Linked DNA regions of Zea mays: region 1 is linked to region 2. A link is a contact called in public Hi-C data. All regions are on one chromosome and are shown on one strand. Each heading gives the region's core, a stretch centred on a gene start, on an enhancer-like site or on the middle of the called end of the contact. The rest is flanking DNA. Distances are from core to core; before and after follow the strand shown.

Evidence for each region. Hi-C and Micro-C count contacts between places; a contact is called where the count stands out from the background.
Region 1: a contact with region 2 is called in a Hi-C map of leaf, with 5 times the contacts expected there. The contact joins the enhancer-like site here to the promoter of LOC100127508 in region 2. A contact is called at or near these places in 4 of 25 Hi-C or Micro-C datasets (ear, endosperm, leaf and 1 more).

Annotation. Positions count from the first base shown.
Region 1 is chr10:57,157,650-57,164,489 of Zm-B73-REFERENCE-NAM-5.0, reverse strand. No RefSeq gene overlaps it. Among protein-coding and RNA genes, the nearest start is that of LOC103641101, 11 kb to the right of the region's middle. Within about 2 kb of position 3,994, at least 17 of the 20 cell types and tissues checked have an H3K27ac peak or open chromatin away from gene starts, as enhancers often do. A contact at or near this core is called in ear, endosperm and leaf, where this site is marked.
Region 2 is chr10:56,954,618-56,960,987 of Zm-B73-REFERENCE-NAM-5.0, reverse strand. It overlaps LOC100127508 (Diacylglycerol kinase 2), which reads left to right and starts at 4,054. Exons shown (of 13, transcript NM_001112765.1): 1 at 4,054-4,221; 2 at 4,814-5,036; 3 at 5,141-5,263; 4 at 5,366-5,494. The coding sequence starts at 4,815. It also overlaps the pseudogene LOC111590430.

The DNA.
Region 1 (6,840 bases), core at 2,745-5,244, 200 kb before region 2:
GCTGAAGTTAAGTTCAGCTGGAAAGCTCAGCTGCAGTTGAAGAAGTTCAGCTGCTTTTCAGCAAGAACACTCTAGGTTTCTCAACCCAAACCATGGTCAACCAAATAATGTTAAAGTGATTTTTTGGTTTTCAAAAATAGCTTTTGAATTAGAGGACTTGAGCTATAGCAAACACTTGTACCTGTGCGGAAAAGAACAAGGAAGAATTACATCATGCAACACAAGATTTTACATAAATTTTATACGTCCGTTGCATGAAGTCCTTGGTGCTTCCTTAAGTTCTTGTTTCCTTCTAATCAAACACTGAGAACAAAGACTGTTAGTACCCTTATTTGTTTTGTCATTAAATCACCAAAACCCTCACTTGGGGTTGATTGCACTTACAATCATGTGTTAGATAATTTTGCTCATGAGGTCCGAGTGCTCGTGACGCATAGGCAATGACCCGGTTGTATTGTATTAGAACACAACCAAGTCGAGTGCCGGAAGCATGACAATACACATCAAAGGGTTTGGTATTGTCGGGTTGTGCTAGTATTGGTGCGGTGGTAAGGTGTTGCCTTAAGGTGGTGAAGGCAACTTCGCACTACTGACTCCACTCAAAATCCTTCCAATAAGCGAAGTTGTAGCAGCTGAGGTTGTTGGTTGTTTATCTGAAGGCCTGGCCTTCGTCTGGTAGTGTAACTCGTGCACTCTGTGGAAAGCTTCGGCATCTGTGCGAACACCTTAGCTTCACACAGGCCATATAAAAACACTAAGCCTAACTATAGCTTTGGGAGTCAGTTGGTGTATATACACTTCATACTTTTTTCAAAATTGGAGCAATCATCCTATACATTGGCAGCCAAAGCTCCGCTTGGAAGAAGCTCTTAAAGACAACAATTTCGTCGTTCTTCGGCTGGGGAGTGGTTTCCTCACCAGCAAGGTGAACCATGTTTTTACCAACAATATATCCATGCTCCTTCGTAACATCCAAGTCTTTAGGCTTCACATGTTATCGACCTATGTCTATATAGCTTGGTTTCGTAGGTCGCCCATCATATTCTTCCTCATTGGCGCCAGAAGCCTTTTCCTATTGTATCATCGGGACTATCCCCTTGATTCAGCCCTGTCGATGCCTTCATGACTTCAGAGATGGGAGTAGTATCAGAAGCAACTTCATCTGTCTCGAGGACTTCGGTCGAGGTTGGGGTAATCAGCCTCATCGTCAAGTGAATTCTGGCCATTCGCAAATCGCGAAGCTCACAAAAAAACAGTGGCTAGGAAAGAGCTTCGGAGGCGGTGAAGTGGGCGTCAGCAGGTTGGTGCAAAGCAATAAATGCTAAGAGATAGCAAAGGGTCGACAATTTTATATACACGAGTAGGCGCAGAAGACGAGGACTGGCGGTGATTCTTACTGTTTTGTGGGCCAAGAGATGTAACTCTTCATTCCGAAGCTTGGCAACTTTTGTCATTTTTAATAACAAGCTCTAGGAAGGTGTTTTTTTGGACCTTCAGCACAAGGCCTCCCTTATTCATTTTGTGGTATAAGCTTGTTATGAAAAACGAAATAATTATGTGATGGGCTACTATTGGGGCCTATGTTGCCGAAGGTCCTCAAAACATTATATTGTTAAAGCAAACATCTTTCGGGTACCCTAAAAATAGCAAAGCTGGCCTTCGTCCGAAGTAGTACGCAAAGTAGAAACGAAGCTGAGGAGCCTCAACTCCGAAGGGCTGGCACATGAACGAAATTGAAGGAGAGGGCTTCGGCTTCGCGGCATCGACGCACGAAGCAGATGGGAGAAAGAAGACTCCAGAAGCTTGACTAGCAGAAAGGAGAAATGAAAACTCTACCCCTTCAAAACTTATAGATTATGTAAATAGGACTTATTAGTATTTTTGTAATTTTATACGGAATTTTATCTCACCACTATAAATAGGGGCACAGTGCCATACACAACTTTCACCATTTTGGGCATGAGGCTGAACTGAATCGCTCAGCCTTCGAAGCTACTTTGTCTTATCTTTGTGTTCTTCTTTGTAAAGCCGAAGGTAGATATGTAATTGTTTTTATATCGAACAATGAATAGAAGAATATGTCAAAATGAATCATTTTGTGAAGTCTCTATTATTTTTCTTTAGGCTTCTCCCTTTTATTAACCTTCCCATGGAAGATTAATGAACGGGACAAGAGGAATCTTTTCATTTGTGTTGCCTTATCTTTGATCACTTTTAGGAATCAAAAGTAAGTGACAAAAAACCGTATTGACTTAATTGATTTATGCCTAAACTATGATTATTAGTTTGGATTTCAATTTCAAGATCCAATAGGTCCTAAAGAAAAAAGGAACCTCTAGTCCCGTTATTAACACCAATCGGGACTATTAAAGACCCTTTAAATCTGACTATTGTTACCAACTCGAGCTAAAAAAATCATTTTCAATGTCAGTTGCTTAAGTCATCAGTACTTGTAATCTTCTCAACCGCGGTACACTACACAGTGACAATCTTGGACAAAGAGATGTGATAGTTACGTGAGCGGCACATATATCCATGTCCATTCACCTCCTCGATCTATTTGTGTACTATCTGTCTGGCTGTATGTATCCATCATATATCCGTGTCCATTCATCTCCTCGATCTATTTGTCTACTATCTGTCTGGCTGTATGTATCCATCTGTCCTCGCTGGGGAGCATGCCATGCTTGCTAGCTACCTGACATGATTGAGTAATCGGCATGCAATAATTAATTACTAGAAACAATATCGTGATAAGATGACGTAGACACAAACTTTTGAGACAAAAAAAATTTCAAGATGATGAACGGCTGCAATATCTATAGAGACAGAGAAAAAGGACAATAACGCCTGGCAGAGAGGAAGCAAACATTGTGTTTGACACGTAAAAATGTGACAATTTAGGATTTAGACTAGACCATCAAGTCCTGCCATCAAGAACGTGGTAGAAAAAATATTTAGAACAATAATATTAAGATATCAAGCAAAACGAGAGAAAAGGAGAAGAACCCGCCTAACCGGCTGCTTTAAGTGGCCTGACCAGTTTTACTACTCCCTCCGGCTTAAAATAATAGTCGTTTTAATACTTGATTTTTATGTCTATGTTTAAATAAATGATGATTAATCTAGACATATATATATGACACATATATTAAATATTGTATTAATTAATTAATTAATTCAAACGAATTTTAATTTAAGACCGAGAAAGTATTGTACGATTGGCCAGACCGATTTGAGAACCGGCCTGCAGACAAGTTTTACAGTCCATTCTGAATAAATTTGATTTTCACGTTGATTTTATATCGACCTTGGCGTGAGAAACTTGGAGAACATGTTTTGAAACTGTTTTCTAATGAAATAACACAACGAGAGGATCACGACCAATTAGGATCTAACTTCAATCGTCAAAACATACCACTTTTTTTATTTTGTTGTTTGTCACATCTTCTGTCGACCCAAAAGTCGTTTGGAAATCCCATCACGTGAAGTACAAATTCAACATCGGTCTAATCCACCTTTTGGTTGATTTTTGTTTATCTACTTCTAGGGTGTTTGGTTTCATAAATAAGCCAATTCATCATTTTTTCACTCGTTATTTTTTTATTTGGTTTGTGTAATGGAATAAGTTGATCTTCCTCGTGATTAGAAATAATATTACTGCACCAAATTTATAAATGAATTTATGATGTACTATCTTAATTTAGATAGATTGATTTTCAAACCAAACATCCTCTTTGTTTTCGATATGTGATCATATTTGTTTTAATCGCAGACGTCGTCAGGTGTGAAAGGTCTATTTTGGGCCACACGCTATCTAGATTCTAGACACACGATTATTCGCCGAGAAAATAAAACGATGAGTTGAGAAATAAAATTATTATTAAAGGGCAGGAAAGAGAAGAAAAAGATGCGGCGAGGGTGGAGCTCGTGGCTGTGGAACGATGTTGCCGGCCGGGTGTGGAGGCCACGTGAAGAGCGCATGGACCAGATTGCTCCCCCATGCCGCTCTGGTGGGCCAGCCCGCAAGAACAGCCCCGAAAAAGATTCACCCACCTACACACGCCGCGCCGCCGCTTGTCTGCTTGCTTCCCCTTTTCATCATCCGGCTAGCCGTGACCTCAGACTAACACTAGTATCAAAACGCTCGGTTTGGAACACGTTTTCACTTGTGTTTTCAGACCGCTAGAGCAAGGGGCCAGTAAAAATGGTTCTTTCTATTGACAGTTACTTGAGAACTACGTGTGAAAATCAATTTCTATTGACGGGTTTCTTAACCCTCGTTGGAAATTAATTTTCACTAGCGATTGCCTTAGCTTAACCGCCAATAAAAAATGATTTCCACTAGCGGATTTTCACTGAACCAACCATCGGTGGTAAATTTTTCCTTTTAAAAAAATCCACCAGACCCAATTTTGTATATATTGACATTGAAACTACTAAAACATATTGGATCATGTTTAATTGTAGCAACATGGAGTTTAATCATATCGTACATTTATACACATCAAAGTTTTGTGCTTACAATCATAAAGTGAGACGTATACACATCACAGATTATATACATCTAAGTTTTCACCTCTGCTCTAATAACTATTGAGCTAAGATTTAATCTACTAATTTCTGTTAGCACTCTAAACCGCCTGAGCTTTGCCGCACGTCTCACTTCGAGGGGTAAGCAGTGTCTGGTTGGGGCTGTTGGCTGCTACCCCAAACGCCATGGAGCTTGTGGCCGACGGGTCGGGTCTGGGGAACACCAGCTTGCGTGGAGAGCTTCCATGGACCCTCCTCGTCGCGGCTGGCCACCTCATGCGTGATGAGGTTGCTGAAGGCGCAACCCATTAATGGCTTGCTTGCTGGTCTCCACCGGCACACCGAGGGATTTGGGACTCAACCCACTTGAGTGTGTGTGACAGTGAAGACTGAGCAAGCAATGAGTTTGTGCGGCGGAAAGCAAGTCAGCGCAACAGAGTGTGCTAACCCTTGCTCCTGGCCTATGGGACCCCACCAATGGATTATAGGGAGGTCATGTTGATGAATGCGTAGCCTTCGTCATTATGACTTCCCGAAACCCATTGGCGGGTAGAAGAAGTCACTCCCCACGAGCGGGGGAGGTGACTCCACCTACTACGGAGCATAGCGGCTGATAGCCGGCGACGGCCTTGCTTGCGCTCGGCTGTCAAATGGCAATGGCTACCTCGAGTACCACCATGTTCTACTAGGGGTCACCGCCTGCGACCCCGAGCACGACGGAGCCTGGGGGAGCCTACGGTGGTAACCTCAAGCAAAGTGCTTGAGGCTCCCACCGCCTTCTTCCTGATGGTGTCGACGCGATTGTTGAGGCGCCGCTTGAGATCGACGGCGAGCATCTTGGGATGTCGTTTTTTTGTCTTTCGCCATACGTCGTCAAATCCTCCTCGGCTGAGCTCGTCGGCAGACGAACGGAATGTCATTGGTAAGGGGCCAATGTAACACCCCGTCCAATCTCGGACCAGCGGTACTTACTCCTGGCAGCTCTCTAGGATCATATATTGTCCCCACAGACCAACACGAGTCTTTTATGTGCATTTTGTCCTCACTCATGTGAACCCGAGAAAATTTCCTAGTCGGTCACCCATCCCAAATTACTCCAAGCCAAGCACGCTTAACTTGGAGGTTCTTTCGAGACAGGCTTCTGAAATAAGAAGATGCACCTTGTTGGTATGGATACTCTATTAATTCTATTAAGCCTTGGGCCAGGATATCACCATCCCAAGGGCCACGATATCACAATCCATCCCCTTAGAAGACCGACATCCTCGTCGGTCAACTCCAATCCAGGAACCTCCCCTTTTAACCACGTTTGTATGTCTAGTGTCGTCATATGCCATGTCATGTAACCACTCTAGGCCCATATGCACCATGCAACATATACCCGAACCCCTAACCCACACACACCCGTGAAACTGTGAGGGTCGGCTCTGATACCACTTATAACAACCCGTCCAATCCCGAATCGGCGGTACTTACTCCTGGCAGCTCTCTAGGATCATATATTGTCCTCACAGACCAACACGAGTCTTTTGTGTGCACATTGTCTTCACTCATGCGCACCAGAGAAAACTTCTCGGTCGGTCACCCATCCCAAATTGCTCCAAGTCAAGCATGCTTAACTTGGAGGTTCTTTTGAGATAGGCTTCTAAAAAAGAAGATGCACCTTATTGGTATGGATACTTTATTAATTCTATTAGGCCTTGGGACAGGATATCACCATCCTAGGGGCCAGGATATCATAGCCAGGCTGAGCGCCCATCCCCCTACCTGGCACGCCAACTATCGTGGTTTCCGGAACCGGGGGATATAAGATTTGTGTTTGGCAGGGGTGTTAGCGCGGACTCACTCTGAATGGTGAGCTATGAGGGGCTCAAGGGTGGATCTGAGGCGAGTTGATTATAGTGGTTCAAGCCGGAGCCCTAGTCCAGTGTAGGTTGCTCGCTATGTTGCTCGGCGGGCAGGTTGCTCGGCAGCCCCGCCTTGCTGGGTTGCTCGGCGGACATTTGTTCGGTGGGCCGGCCGGCTTGGTGGGTTGTCCCCGGGTGGCCTTTTGGATCTTCCCATCGAGCTGCTTGGTAGACGGGCCACCTGGTTCGTGGGCCATCTTTAGGAGGCATTCGGGCCTTCTTTGAGTACCTTCTCTTTTGGTGTGCGTGCAAACGCATCCGTTAGATGTAGCCCCCAAGTAATCCATGTGGATTGTCTGGGGGTTCATACAGTATAAGGGGTGGACCCCTTCTTGTGATGGTTTGTCACACACTGAGCGTGAGTCCATTTGTTTCTCGGGTGCGCGTGAGCGCATGTGCT
Region 2 (6,370 bases), core at 2,805-5,304:
GGAAATCTTCATACTAGTCGTCCTCATTGTAGAAGCCCTCCTGATGAAGCTCTCTGCGCGGAGGCCTTCGGTTCTGGTCATCTTGAGCAAGATGACGAACTTCTTTCGAAGCTTCATCTATCTGCCTCTGTAGGTCAGCTAGACGAGCCATCTTTTCTTTCTTTCGTTGAACCTGTTGATGGAGCATCTCCAAGTTTTGGATTTCTTGATCCAAGTCGTCCTCCGGAGGCGTTGGACTGGTGGCCTTCCTCTTCTGACTTTGAGCCTCTCTAAGAGAAAGGACATCCTGATTGGGATCCAGCGGCTGCAGGGTGGCAGCCCCTGTGGCTGAAGCTTTCTTTGGCGGCATGACGAAGGTGATGCTTGCCGAAGATGTTCAAAACTCAAAAAATGGACGTGAGTTCACCGGAGGTGGGCGCCAATGTTGGGGACTTGTTCTCAAATGATAAGAGTTAAGAACAAGGCAACATAAAAAGTGTTAAATGTTAAGGTCCTTCGTCCTTCAAGACATTATGTCCCTTCGGATATAATGAATTCTGGACGAAGGTTATGAAGGAAAAGACCTTCGTAACCTCGATAGATAATAAGGAAGAATACATGTATGAAATACAAATAATAATACAGATATTATCATCAACTTATTTTTATTTGCATTATCAAATTCACAATGACAAATTATAAATGTACCTTTGGATTGATGAAAAGTAAAGGTACAGGCGTGATGTGAAAAGCGAATGCCAAGTCAGCGTGAACAGTACGGGAGTACTGTTCATCTATTTATAGGCACGAGACGCAGCCCGTGTAAAATTACATTGATGCCCTTTACATTTATTGGTAACTCTATAGTAACTCTTCAAGGTCTAATTTGGCTTTTCATCTTTAAGTCGGTTCCCCTTTTCTGCTGTCATGCCGAAGCTTATCTGCGCATAGCTTCGTTATGATCTTATCCTTCGTCACGATCGCCTTCTGTCCCACTCAAGCTTCGTCTTGACCATACCCGATTCCGAAGATACCTGTTCACACATTTCACTTGGAAAACATTGTCAAATTATGTTTTTGAGGACCTTCGGAAGCCGAAGGCCCCCAACAACGAGCCTGGCCCGACACCCTCGGGGGGCTAGGTCGCCCTCAGCACCACACTCGGGGGCTGGGCCCTCCTTAGCAGCAACCTCCGAAACTGAAACACCCTCAGTCGTACCCAGAGGAGCCGGGTGACTCTAACCAACAGCATCAAGGGCCAGCGTGTCCTCGTGAGCTAGACCGCCCTCCAAGGTCGACGAAGCGTGAGAAACTGTCCGGGTTACCTCTTGCCCGACAGGATTGCATGACAAAGGGATATCATCCGGAACCTCTGAACAGACGATGGAACTTTCAACTTCAGTAGGCTCTGATAACAGGTTTTTAGGGATAATCTCTTCTAATGCATGGTCAAAGGCAAACATTGTCAACCCCCTGGAGGCTAACAAGTCCTGATAAGGCCTGTGTCGGAATGTCACTACTCCTGCTGCTACGGGTGTTCTTACGAATCAAGGGAATTTCTTCTTCTTCCTCCTCTTCGTCCTCATCAAGCACACAACCGCCAACTCTATCATCACCACAACCTCTGATATCGTCCTCGAGGGTGGTGCTCGCCGAGCCACCACCGAGGAGTGATGTCGAGGGACCAGCATCTTGTTCTAAGCATGATATTCGCCGAAGTCTTTTCTTTCTCTTTTTCCCCTCATCAGGCGCAGTTGGGTAGTTTGTCCGGCGCGATCGGTTGCGACAAACACCTTCAGGATTCTGAACTTCTTCGTCCTCACCAAGATTCTACCCAATCGCAACAGCTATCGACTCAGTACGGGCAGGGTCAGACGATTCTCCATCCAGCATACTAAGAACTACGTTCACCTCGACCTCATCAGCACTGATCGGCATCTGGAAATGAGTCTACCTCTCTGCTTCAGGAAGATTCCGGAATGAAGCGATGAAAGCCTCGATGTCACCCAATGAGGGTCGCACTCTATGACCCAGACTACCATCTTGAACATGAGGATTGGAAATGAATTCAGAAAAGGGACTCTGTGGAGGCATAATAAGATAGGGGAGCACCAGCATTCGAAACCTTGCCCCTTAACATCAAGTCAATCCGGCTCAGCAGGTCCTCGTGAGGAATCCGTCTATTGGTAATTCGGGTAGGGTCATTGAGCCCGGTGTACAGATAAGCTGGGTACACTCTATCTTTTAGAGGTTGGATGTTCTTGAAGACAAAGTCAGCAACAACAGCTTCGGCAGTCAGGCCCTTGTCTTTCAGCACACATATTTCGGCAAGCAATACCCTGGATTCGGCTAGCTCTGAGGCTGTGGGGGACTCTGTCCAGCTGGGTGTGCGGACATCGGTCTGCCTCCCCGATCGAGGGGGGAGGGACTTGTTGTGGTTCTCCATGGTAAACCACTCAAGGCGCCATCCTTTAATGTTGTCCTTCAGGTGGATATCAAGATATTCGACTTCCCTACCTCGATGAAGCTCCAAGCTGGCACCACCAACAAGATGATGTTGTCCTCCAGCCATCTCGGACCGACAGTGGTAGAGATATTTCCAAAACCTGAAATGAGGAAGAATTCCAAGGAAAGCCTCGCAGAGGTGAACAAACATGACAATTTGAAGAACAAAATTGGGGTTTAAATGTGTAAGATTCAGAGCGTAAAATCGAGGAGGCCGCGAAAAAAGGGAGAGGCCGACAGGGCCAGTCCTCGGATGAGAAAGGGCACGAAGACGACAGCTTCGTGGGTGTTCTCTGTTGGCTTCATGTTCTTGACTTAAATAGGAGGGCCCATTACGACCTCTCTTGTCCTTCTTTCTAAAGAGCAAAGGCATTGCCATAGCCTTTGAACCCTTCGATCGACTCATTGGTCGAGGTCTTGCTCAGCCTTATCAAAATGTTTGCTCCTCGGATGGATGGTTAGACGGTGTCAACCAAACCGATCATCAAGGTCCTATTCGATCTTCTCTCCCAACAACTATTCTTATAGTTGTTAACATGTTTCTCAATTTCAAAGTATAAATTATTTTTATTTTTAAGATTAATATTTTTTTACATACATATCTTAACATGGTGTATATATTTTCATACATAGCAAAAATTATATACTTGAAAAGGCTAAAATACTTTATAATTTGAAACAAAGCAAGTGAGCTTATTTATCTCCTTAAAAGGGATATTTGTGGAAATTCATTTCTGTATATCTTCTAAGAAATTATAAATAGTTCAAAACGGCTGATAAGTGGACACTCGCCCTTCGCACAACGAAGAAAATTAAAAGCGCAACCATACGTAATCTTAATCTTAATAAACATTACTCACCCCGTCCCAATATATTAGTCGTTTTAGCTATTGATTTTTATGTCCATATTTAAATAGATGATGATAAATCTAGACATATATGTAAAACAAATATATTAATTAATATATCAATCAACTAAAAAGGTAAAACAAATTTTATTTTGGGACAAAGGAAGTAACAAATTGAAAAAATAGTACATTGTCCGTGCGGTGACATGCAATCATATTTGGTACCATAAAAATTAAATTTAATATTAATATGAACACATGATCCATATATCAGATATTAAACTGATACGAATAAATATTATATTTTATCTAAATCAAAAGATTAAGAAAGTTATGAATTAAAAAGGAGCATAACCTTTTTTATAGCTCGCTCGATCGGTCCTCCTTCTACACCTAGCAGGATGGTATGCGGACGTTGTATTGTGTTATGCTCCAGTGGTTTCTAATGATTATCCCTATTTGATGTATTGTTAGACGAATTTGATGTACAGAACTATGCACTTTACACGTGAAGCACGACGTATAAAACTATCTTTTCAAAGGAGTAGAGAAATAAGATAAATAAAATTCATAAATGTGCTTTCCTACACAAAGTCATTCGTCAATGTAAGAAATACACACAAAAAAAAAGTCAAATCTTAAAATGGCGAACATGCGAGCCCCTAGAAACGATGACAACCAAGAGAGTGCCTCCTGTCCTCCTAACATCGATTTTCCTCCGGAATCGTAACCTCAGAAAGCCAAATCTCATTCTCCGGCGCTCAGGCCCACCCAAGCGTCGACTCTCCCGATCCAATCGGTACCTCCTAGTTCCTCGCCGGCGGTAGCGGCGTCGGGCGAACAGCGGTGACTTGGCGAGGGCGCTTGGCCGGCGACAATCATCCACTAGGTACGCTGTTCTTTCTCTTGCCTTCCTGCTGCGCGCAAACGAGCGCCCCCAAGTTATATATGCATTCGGATCTGACCCAATTACGGTATATACATGTGTGGTATCCACTAAATTCGATTTTTGTTACCGGGTGTACATGTCTTTTACTCTGCCCGCTTCTGACTCTTTTCCTTCTCCATTTCCTGTAATCTGATGTGCTGAAAAAATTATTCACGGGTATTTTATGTTGATGATGCTAAAATAGCAGATCCATCATCTATTTGTGGGAGTATTTGATTTGCAAAACTCAAACTTTTCAAGTTTTGACCAACAATTGGTCACATTATTATTCATGCTTCGTGCACAAGTGTTGCATCAAAAGATTCATATCCAACTTGACCAACAATTAGTGGAATTATTCATGCTTCATGCACAAATGTTGCACCAATAGGTTCATATCCAAAGCGCTTTTAGGATGGTGTGGATTCTGTTGTAAAGATAACATAATTCAGGACCACCCAATCAAAATATGCCTTGTATTCATGAATGGAGGGAGCAAACATTTGTAGCACCAGTGAGTTATCCCATTAAAACTATGAGAACGATTTTTCAGGATGGAAGGTGAGGCAGAGACCGTGGTTGGTTCTTGTTCTAAACCATGTGGGCCTCTGGAGGACTACTACATTCCAGATTACATTCTGAAGCCAGGTGCCCAACAAGTACTTGTTGATCATGCGGCACCCTGCCCCGTTGTAGTGTTCATCAACTCAAGATCTGGAGGCCAACTTGGAAGTAGTTTAATCAAAACATATCGTGAGCTTCTCAATGAAGCACAGGTACCTTTTGTCTTTCTGGAAATGCTAGACCATGGAAATATGCTTCTGGTCTTAATTGCATTTTGAATCTGTAATTTTTGTGAGAGCTGCTCAGTTACTTTCAGGTTTTTGATCTCTCAAAAGAGGCTCCAGATAAGGTATTGCATCGTTTATATGCCAACCTTGAAAGGCTGAAGATGGAAGGAGACATTCTTGCAGTTCAAATTTGGAGGACACTGAGGCTAATTGTGAGTCATAACACTTTCAGAATTTAGATTATTGTTATACTGTGGTATCTATCTCTTTTGCTTTCCCATTGTACTTATTTTGACTTAACAGATTTCAATTAGGTTGCAGGCGGTGATGGTACAGCTAGCTGGCTGCTTGGGGTAGTCAGTGACCTTAAGCTTTCCCACCCACCTCCAGTGGCAACTGTTCCTCTGGGAACCGGAAATAACCTCCCCTTTTCATTTGGATGGGTAAGTGGCCAACATCATTCTTTTAAACAGATTTCCTTTATATTATTGTGTCGCTGATGTTTCACACAAAAGGAAAGTTGAAGTCATTTTTATGTTTTCTCATCCATGATTAAAGATAGAATAATCAAATTCTCCTCTATCTCATCCATGGTGAAAAATTGAACATACTGATTAGTATACTGACGCTCCAATCACTATCATCCATCTACTTGTTACCTGTATACATATTGTCTAATACTTTGTACTCCTTTTGTTCCAAAAAAAAACTTGGTCCTAAGTCAAACTATCTAATGTTTGACCAAATTTATATACTGGAATACTAGTGTTTATATTACCAACTAGTCGGTTGCCCGTGCATTGCGACGGCTTACAACAATATCCACGTAAACTATCCATCAAAAAAATTCAAGATTTTTTATTGATTGTCTCCGCTCTCTGTATAATATATTTTTTGATTTGACTAACTGATGTTATTGTTTACTCCATGCAAATATGTCTTGGTACAACACGACCAATGAAGTGAGCGATTAGAAGAGAGTTCACAACGATTGACTGAATGAACAGAGATTATAAAATAACATAATTCCATCATACAAAGACCAAATAAGAGAAAGTTTGTGAGATCAAGTTTCTAAAATAAGTCCAATGAAGTCAAACTTATAAAAAAAGATGATCAAAATATGAAGTGATTGCTAAAGTCAGACATAAAAAAAAACTGAATGCGCTCCATATAAATTATGCTACTTCGTAGCAATTACTAACGTTTAAAACCAACAATAACCTTTCATTTTGCTGTTAGTGTGACAAATCATTGTTGCTCCATCCAATTCAGCAACTCAAACAACATGTAGTACATTGCGCCAATATCGTCTCAAA